Linked DNA regions of Sus scrofa: region 2 is linked to region 1. The links are chromatin contacts, called in public HiChIP or PLAC-seq maps. All regions are on one chromosome and are shown on one strand. The core of a region is the stretch at or near the end of the contact, and the rest is flanking DNA. Distances in the headings are between cores, read along the strand shown.

The links. HiChIP or PLAC-seq counts read pairs in DNA pulled down with a chosen protein or histone mark.
Region 2: an H3K27ac HiChIP or PLAC-seq map of alveolar macrophages shows a contact between it and region 1. The contact joins two enhancer-like sites. A contact is called at or near these places in 1 of 47 Hi-C or Micro-C datasets (subcutaneous adipose tissue) and 2 of 2 datasets of contacts at active chromatin or transcription factors (alveolar macrophages and skeletal muscle).

Annotation. Positions count from the first base shown.
Region 1 is chr1:269,474,106-269,478,240 of Sscrofa11.1, reverse strand. No RefSeq gene overlaps it. Among named protein-coding and RNA genes, the nearest start is that of IER5L, 21 kb to the right of the region's middle. Within about 2 kb of position 2,445, at least 66 of the 83 cell types and tissues checked have an H3K27ac peak or open chromatin away from gene starts, as enhancers often do. A contact at or near this core is called in alveolar macrophages, where this site is marked.
Region 2 is chr1:269,793,033-269,797,167 of Sscrofa11.1, reverse strand. No RefSeq gene overlaps it. Among named protein-coding and RNA genes, the nearest start is that of NTMT1, 25 kb to the left of the region's middle. Within about 2 kb of position 1,962, at least 10 of the 83 cell types and tissues checked have an H3K27ac peak or open chromatin away from gene starts, as enhancers often do. A contact at or near this core is called in alveolar macrophages, where this site is marked.

The sequences.
Region 1 (4,135 bases), core at 1,196-3,695:
ATCACCATCTACAGACAAGGACTTGGGGACCAGAGAAGGACGTCCTCTGCCCAGTGTCACAGAGTCAGCGCTGAGCTGGGACTTGAGCCCGGGGCTGGGTGACCCCAGAGCTGTGTCCTCAGTGCTTCGCTGCTGCCTTTCACTGCAGAGCAGCGGTCTCTACACTGCCTGTCACCGCTGTCTCCGGAGCTGCTTATAAAACCTCTTACCTGGGCCCCTCCTCGCACCCTCTGCACCAAGATCTCAGGACGGGAGGGGCTCAGGAATCTACACTGAGCCAGCCTTGGGGAGACTCTGATCCAGCCTGACCAGCGGGCACCTGCAGAAACCACTTGTTTCCAGAACATCCCCCCAGAAGGGCGAGGAGCCAGGGGGAGACAGTTCCCACTACCCAGAAGTCTTAGGGTCCCACGGGGGACGGGCTTCTGAGGGACAAATGCCCCCCTCATGGCCACACATATCCTGGTTTGTTGTTGTTTGATGACCCATCTGCAGCATCTGGAAGTTCCCAGGCTAGGGTTTAAGTCGGAAATGCAGCTGCAACCTATGCCGAAGCTTGTGGCAACACCAGATGCTCAACCCACTGATGGAAGCCAGGGATCAAACCTGCATCCTCACGGAGATAATGCCAAGTTCTTTTTCTTTTTTTTCTTTTATTTATTTTTTTTTTTTTTTGTCCATTTTAGGGCCCCACCTGTGGCATATGGAAGTTCCCAGGCTAGGGGTCAAATCGGAGCTGTAGCCACTGGCCTCTGCCAGAGCCACAGCCACTCGGGATCCCAACCGCATCTGTGACCTGCATCACAGCTCGCGGCAATGCCAGATCCCTAACCCACTGAGCGAGGCCAGGGATCAAACACACATCCTCATGGATACTAGTCAGGTTCATTACCACTGGGCCTCAACTGGAACGCCAATGCCAGGTTCTTAACCTCTGAGCCACAGTGGGAACTTCGTAAATTTTTAACCTAAATCCTCAGTCTCCTCTCCTATTCAAGCACACATGCGCTATTCCCACCAGACTTGGTAGGGGGGATGTCTCTGGCCAACACTTTCTGTGTGTTCCAATCTTTTCAAGAAGAGGCCCCCAAGCCTCAAGAGAGATTTTTTTCCTGCCGTCTGAATTGCATTTGCGAAGGGTAATTGATTTGCTTCCCCATTTTTTATTAATCAAAGAAAAACCACAGCCAGCCGGGCCTCTGATCTGGGGGACGTGTCCATACCGAGACGATGCCCAACGTTCCTGATGAGGTCACAGAGGCCTCCTTCCTGCTAGGCTTTCTCAAGTGTCCAGAACACTCCTCTACAGCCTGGGAGCCTGAGGTGCCCAATAGGAAGCCTGGGTTCCAAGGACAGGAAGCAGGCTGAGAGCAACACACCAAGGTTATCCTGGAAGTAAAACCCAGGTGCCATTAGAACTGAGGCCCGGGCTTCCTGCCTCTCTCTTCAGATGTGACCAGAGCCCCAGAGCATGTCCCTAGGGTCTCTTGGCCACAGTGCCAGAGCAGAGAAAACCGGAGCAGCAACCCAGTTAAGGCTCATTTTCAACAGGAGAGCTCCAAACACAGCCGTGCCCACCCACCCACCCCACGCAACTCGCTGGGCCCGCGGACCCCCCAACATCTGGCCTGAATCCTCCCTGCTTCTGCCACATCTGGATGGGGGGAGGGTGTGAAAATGACCCTCCCCTATTTCCCAGGGCTGGTTCCTAACAGTTGGAGAGTCTGAGAAGGAGAAGGCTTTTCTTGGATCTCATACAGAAGCTCATTCAGCAAGATTTGCTGAAAGTCTCAGTTTCCCTTCCCAGTAAGTCGGGTGCTGAGCCTCCCCCACCCCCAAGCCACAATCCCCCATCTCGGGCCCGGCTCCTGGAACAGCTCCAGGACAGAACCAGACCAGCTCCTGCTGCAACCCTGCCGCGGAACAAGCCAGGACCTGGAACCAGTGCCCCTGGATTGGGTCCAGGCTCTGCCACTGACCCCCGGTCAAACTTAGGCCAGCCATTCTGCCTAAGAAACAGTCATACATCCATCTGAGATCAAATGAACCTGCCTCATCGTGGTTCCAGGTTCTTCAGATGTCCCCACTCAACTCACCACCTCTCACCCTGGCCTCTTAGCCCCAGGGCCCTCCCTTATGCTGTTGCCTCCAACTGGAACACCTTTCCCTGCTCCTGATCTGGCCAACCCCAGCCCAGCCTGAATATCACCGTCCTCTGGAAGCTTTGCCTGAACCTGGGGCCACTGTACCGCCGCCTGTACCCCTGGGGCACCCTCCCCACGACTCAGATGGGGTCCTCTCATGTCTTAATGATGGCTGAATGTCTGCGATCCCGCCTCATGCCCACTCTGACCCCAAAGGACCAGACACAGCGTTGACAATGCTTGGGCAATGGAGTCTGGAAATGTTTCAATAAGATCACGGGTTTTAAAGCGCGGGATCGGATGCGGCTGGGGGCTGATGTTTGTGAAAAGAGTGGGTGAGTCAGGGATAGGGCAGGCGCCCAGCCACGCCCCTTAAAGGGCTCCTGGAAGAACGCGACCTAGCTATCCAGGGTCCTCGGCGCGTGAGGGTTAATTCAAAGGGCCTTCCGCAGCTGCACACCCCGCGGGGGAATGGGGGATGCACTCCCCCACCAACCGCTAACCCCTAGGGCGCCGGCTGCTCCGTGCACGCATGCTCCAGCGGAGGCGCGCCCGGGGCCGCGGAGCTGAACTACAACTCCCATGATGCCCGACCCCGGGGCGGGCCCGGGAGGAGCGAGCGCCGGCGGCACCGCCCCTCACGGCCTTCTGGGGACTGTAGTTCTCCCCCGCGGTGTGCGGCCTGGGAACTGAGGTGTCTCGGCGGTCTCTATAGGAAGCCTCCGCGGCCCAGGAGCAGGGAGGGGCTGAGGGCTTTGCGGGCTGCCTGGGGGTCACTTCACTCCTGCAGCTGTCTCTGCTGGCGTCTGTTTTTCGTCGCCGTCTTCATCGTTATGGACCCTACCACCACCGTCATCATCATAACAGTTGCTCTATTTCGTGAGCAGCTATTTTGTGCTAGGCCCTGAGCCCTTGGGAAGACAGAGATGAAGACAGACGTGGTCCCCATCTTTGCTGGCCAAGCACGGAGACAGGGGACGTTTAATCGCACAAATAATTATTTGTACTGGGTACAAAAGAGTGTAGCGTGAGGCTAAAACAGCAGAGGGGGTGGGGAAGGTGATAGTGACTATTTTCTGAGCTAAAGACAGATGCAAACAGAGTGTGAACAAATGGACTGGCATCTTTGAAATCCAAGGAGTGAATTTGATGGGTGGACTGGGAAAATCTAGAACCATTCCTGCAAATGCCTTCATTATTCCCAAGGAGAAATTTGCCCAGAGAGGTTCAGGGACTTGCCCGAAGGCACATGGCAAGTCAGAGGCCACTGGTACAAGGATGTAGCCTCAGATGTTAAACTCCCCAAGGACAGGGCCTGGGTCTTATGTGTCTTCTAGACACCCCAACCCCAACAGACAGACAAACAGACACACACACACACACACACACACACACACACACGCAGCTCTCACCCAGCCTTGCACACAGTGGTGTGAGCAAGAGTTCCAGGGACAAAAACATCTCACGCCCAGGGTGCTCCCTCAATGTGACAGAGCCCAGCCCTTGTTCAGCAAAGGTCTTCGCCTGCCTGAGCCTGTTTCCCCATCAATGAAAGAAGGGCACCGTACACTCCCCTCGTAGGATAGTTCTAGCAAAAAAACCAAAGCTGATGGATATGAAACCAGCATTTTACAAGCAGGAGAGGTGCTGATGTGAGTCACTTTCCATGCTGTGCCCCAGTGCAACGCTGTGGGACAGCCAGGAGCCATCTGCGGGCTGGCATTGGGTGCCAAGTGGGGGGACAGCTGCCAGTGCGGGAGGCGCACAAAGGAGAGAGCTGTGAGCCTGAGGCCCTTCTCTGAGGAGGTGGCGTTTAATCTGAGCCCTGAGGACGCCCTCGTCAGGTCTCCAGGGTGAGCATGGAATGTGTCTCCTGCAGCGGCCCATCACAGGTGCTCAGTTTAAATAGCAGAGCTTCCGTGCAAATATGACCATATCACCTCTCCTGAAAAGCCATCTGGGGCTCCCTGTGGCCCTCCAGATGCAGTCCA
Region 2 (4,135 bases), core at 713-3,212, 320 kb before region 1:
GGGCACTGGGCATTCTGTCTGCAGCCCCCTACCACCATGCCCCCCTCCCCCCAATTGGCTCTGCTGAGTCAAACCAGCAGAGGGGAGAGGGGAGAAGGAATGAGGGGCTTTCTCCCAGGGCAGGAGGCTTCTCCTCTCTCTTCTCATCTTTCCTGAAGGTTTTGACTAATGCTGCTATTTCCTCCCTTTAATAAATGTTTGCTGAGCACGTACTCTGTGCCAGCTCTGTGCTTAGTGCTGTGGCTCCCTCTGTGGACAGGATAGTGTACCATTTAGTGAGGGAAACAGACACGGAGCAAATAGACCTGTACAGACAGGCTATGATGTGCAACTACAGACAGTTCAGAGACAAGGCACTAAGCCAGACATCAGGGAAGGCTTCCTGGAGGAAGTGGCATGGATGATTGAAAGCAAGGGCCAGAGTAGGTGTGTGGGGGAGGCAGAGTGCGGTACAGAGGGCACAGTGGGTGGGCTGGATTGTGTAAGTAGGAGAGAGAGGAGGAGGGAGGAGGAGGCCGTGTGGCAGAGGCCGGGGGCAGCAAGGGGTCTGGGCAGGGCCCTGGTTGTGCAAGGCCTTGCAGGACCTGGGAACCCACAGAATCCAGCCCAGAAGGTCCCCACTGCCTGGTTGCAGGACCTCAAGGGGTGCTACCAAAAGAAGCAGGCGCCAGTAAGCTGGGGTTGGAAGAAAATCCCAGCCTGGATTTCAGACGCCCCTTGGAATGGACTGGCCAGAGGTGGAAACAGAGAAAACGGAAGAGGCTCTGAGGAGGTGTGACAGGTGGGACGACGAGTAGCCTCCAAGTGGATGGCGAGTAGCAAGGGCCTGTGATCCAGTCTTCTAGAACTTTCTTCCCACTGCCTTGGTCAAACTCCTACATCCTGGGACTTAATGTAAATGTTCCCTCTACTGGGGAGACTTCCAGAACACAACTCTCCCACCTCATTCTTGCACCTGTTTCCAGCCATCTTTGAACGCCTACTATGTGTCAGGTACTTGCTGAGCACTTTGACTCAGAGGGAGAAACGGCTTGCTGGGGTCCTATAGCTGGAAGGAGGCAGGGCCAGGCTAGGGACCACCTGACTCCACCCCTGGCTTGTGCTCCTGGCAGGGTGGAGTCCAGCGTCATCTTGTTTTTTGTTTTTTGGGTTTTTTTTTTTTTTTTTTTTTTTTTTTTGCTTTTTTTGTAGGGCCACACCCTCAGCATATGGAAGTTCCCAGGCTAGGGGTCAACTCGCAGCTACAGCTGCCAGCCTACACCAGAGCCACAGCAATGTCAGATCCAAGCCTCATCTGCGACCTTCACCGCAGCTCACTCTCAGCAATGCTGGATCCCCAACCCGCTGAGCAAGGCCAGGGATCAAACCTGCGCCCTCATGGATACCAGTCGGGTTCATTACTGCTGAGCCACAGTGGAACTCGCAGCTTCATTTCTTTTCCTCTCCTCTGCTCCTCCCATTTCTGATCTCAGCTTGACTGTTGCCTCCTCCCAGAGGCCCTCCGGGACTGTCCTCCAGTCAATCAACGCTTCCTCCGTTCCCCATATTGTTCTCCATCCCCTCGTTTCACTTCCTGTGTAGCTCTTTTCACAACTGCAATTATTTCCTTCTTTGTTGACATGGTACAGGTCCTCCCCAACTCTCATCGGAGGTCCCAGGAAGCAGGGATGGTGGGTCTTCCTCACTGCTGTGCTTCACAAAGAGCAGACTTCAAATAACCATGGTTTCTATTCCTTATGGAAGTAAATACTGGAAGTCAGGGCTGGTATGAGAGTTCATGGCCACTGTGGACTCGGGCTCCTACTGCCTAGTTGCTGTGCCATCCTCAACAGGCAGTGGCAACCTCCGAGTATACAGCAGCTGCTCCCGCTCCTGCCTCCATGCTCACACTCTAATCCCAGAAAGGAGAAGAAAGGAAGCAGTCCCCCTCAGTCCTTTAAAGGAACTCTCATCAGAAATTGATCCCAAGCACTTTGCCAATATCTCATTGGTCAGAACTGGGTCACGTGGCCATATCTAGCTGCAAGGGATGCTGGGAAATGTAGTCTCTGGGATGGATGGCTATGGGCCCAGCTAAGAATGGGGCGTGTTATTCTTATGGAAGAGGAAAAAAGAGACCTAGCAGCAGGTGTCACAGTGCCCATCTCCTGGCTTATAACAATAATAATAATGATAATAATAAAGGTGGATTTTTTTTGTTGTTGTTGTTGTTTTTCCCATGGCTTGTGGAAGTTTCCAGGCCAGGGATCAAATCCACATCACAGCAGGAACCCAAGCTGCGGCAGTGACAATGCCAGCTCCTTAACCCACTGTGCCACAAAGGAAATCTTGACATGTGTTTATGACTTTACTTTGCAGTCATTCATTTAACCCTCACAATAACATTCAAGGTAGGGACACTGTCAAATCTGCTGCCCAGGGCCACCTGGCTGGGGAGTGGCAGAGCAGAGATTTGAACCTAGGGCCATCTGGCTCCAGATCTGACAGGTTTCTACTTCTCTGTGGTGCCTGCTAAATGGCTGCCGAATGATCTGCTGACCAGACTGCATTTGCTCATCTCCATAAATGGACTGGGCATCCCTGAGTATGGGCTGCCCTCCTTGGGCTGGCTTGGGGCCTGGGCTGTGGCCTCCAGAACCGAGCCTGGCCTGATGGAGGGACCTCAGCAAGGCCACCTCCTGGATGGGGCAGGGGGCTGTGCCACTGGGAAGAGAAAGAGGGGTAGGGACAGCTCAGGGAGGGTTCTAGAGAACCAAGGTGGGGTGGACATGGAGGCAGCCTCTGGCCTCCTTCACAAACTGGGACAGAATCAGTGTGAAAAGAAGATCTTTCCAGGGCAGGGGGAAGCTGAGGTGGCCCTGCCAAAGATTCTGGCTCCTGGGGTGTCCTGATGCTTAGGAACAGGCAGGAGGGCCTGGGGTGGGATAGGCTTTTGCCTGGCCCTGCAGGAGCCCAGCAATGTGGCCTCATCAGCATTTCTCCAGCATCTCCCTTGGGTGCTGGCTGCCTCCCACTGGGGGTCTCTGCTGAGGAGCTCTTCCTGGGTTCACTTTCCTACTCAATCCATCTAGTCCAGGCTTGAGGCACCACTGCTCAGGGAGAGAGGCCCAGACAAGCAGAGAGCCCCATTGTTTTCCCACCCAGCCCCACCTGGACACCAGTCACCTACCAGCCGGGTCCCTGCTAGATCCCCCGCAGGCTTCCAGGTTGGGCTCCTGGCCCTGTATCCAAAATCCTATATATATATATATATATATATATATTTTTTTTTTTTTTTTTTTTTCCCCTACAGGGGGAGTCCTGACATCTTCTGTGCCATGTCATGGTGGCATTTGGTGACACCTCCACACCCGGTCTTGTTTGGAAATGCATAGCAAATACATAGGATTACACTGGAAGCCAATTAACTTGAAATACAGCTATCAAATATTTTTTAAAACCACATTTGTGATGAAATAATAGATGTGCTTCTTTATTAACCATAAACACGATCTAGCAGCGGATTTAAAATGGAGGAGGGATGAGTGAGATTTTTGAGAAATCTGCGTTAACTTTGATGTGATCTGGAGATATCAAGGATTTCTACTGGGAACAAAGCCGCAGGTACTGCTGAATCCAGGGCATGTTGAGTACGTTCCTCACTGAAGGAAATGCGAAACTGCATGTAGTTCAAGGGTAGTGAAAATGAGAGGTACTTTTTTTCCCTATCCGAGTTCATGAATGCCCTGAATTCCACCCACGCCATACCCCGGCTTGAGGAATCCTACTCTGCTCCATAACTGGGGTGCCCGTGCTATACCCACCCTGCATCAAGGAATTCCGGGAGGGCAAGGAAGGCAGGTTGGGGGCGGGGCCATGGGAGGGGCCAGTAGGTAAGGGGAGGAGTCTTGGACTCCCGCGAGTAAGGGGAGGAGTCTTAGACTCTCGCGAGAATCATCTGGCCCCAATAACCAATGAAATGTGGAAACTGAGGCAGTGGGAGGAGCCAGTTTGCTTCCTGGTTTCTTAAGTCCGGAGTCCTGGGCGGTAGGGTCCTGACGGGATAGGGAAGTTGGGGAGAGGGCGGGCCAGGCGTGTGTCAGTTGGAAGTGGCTCCAGCTGGAAGAGAGAGTGTCTTAGTCAGGTCTTGCTTGGT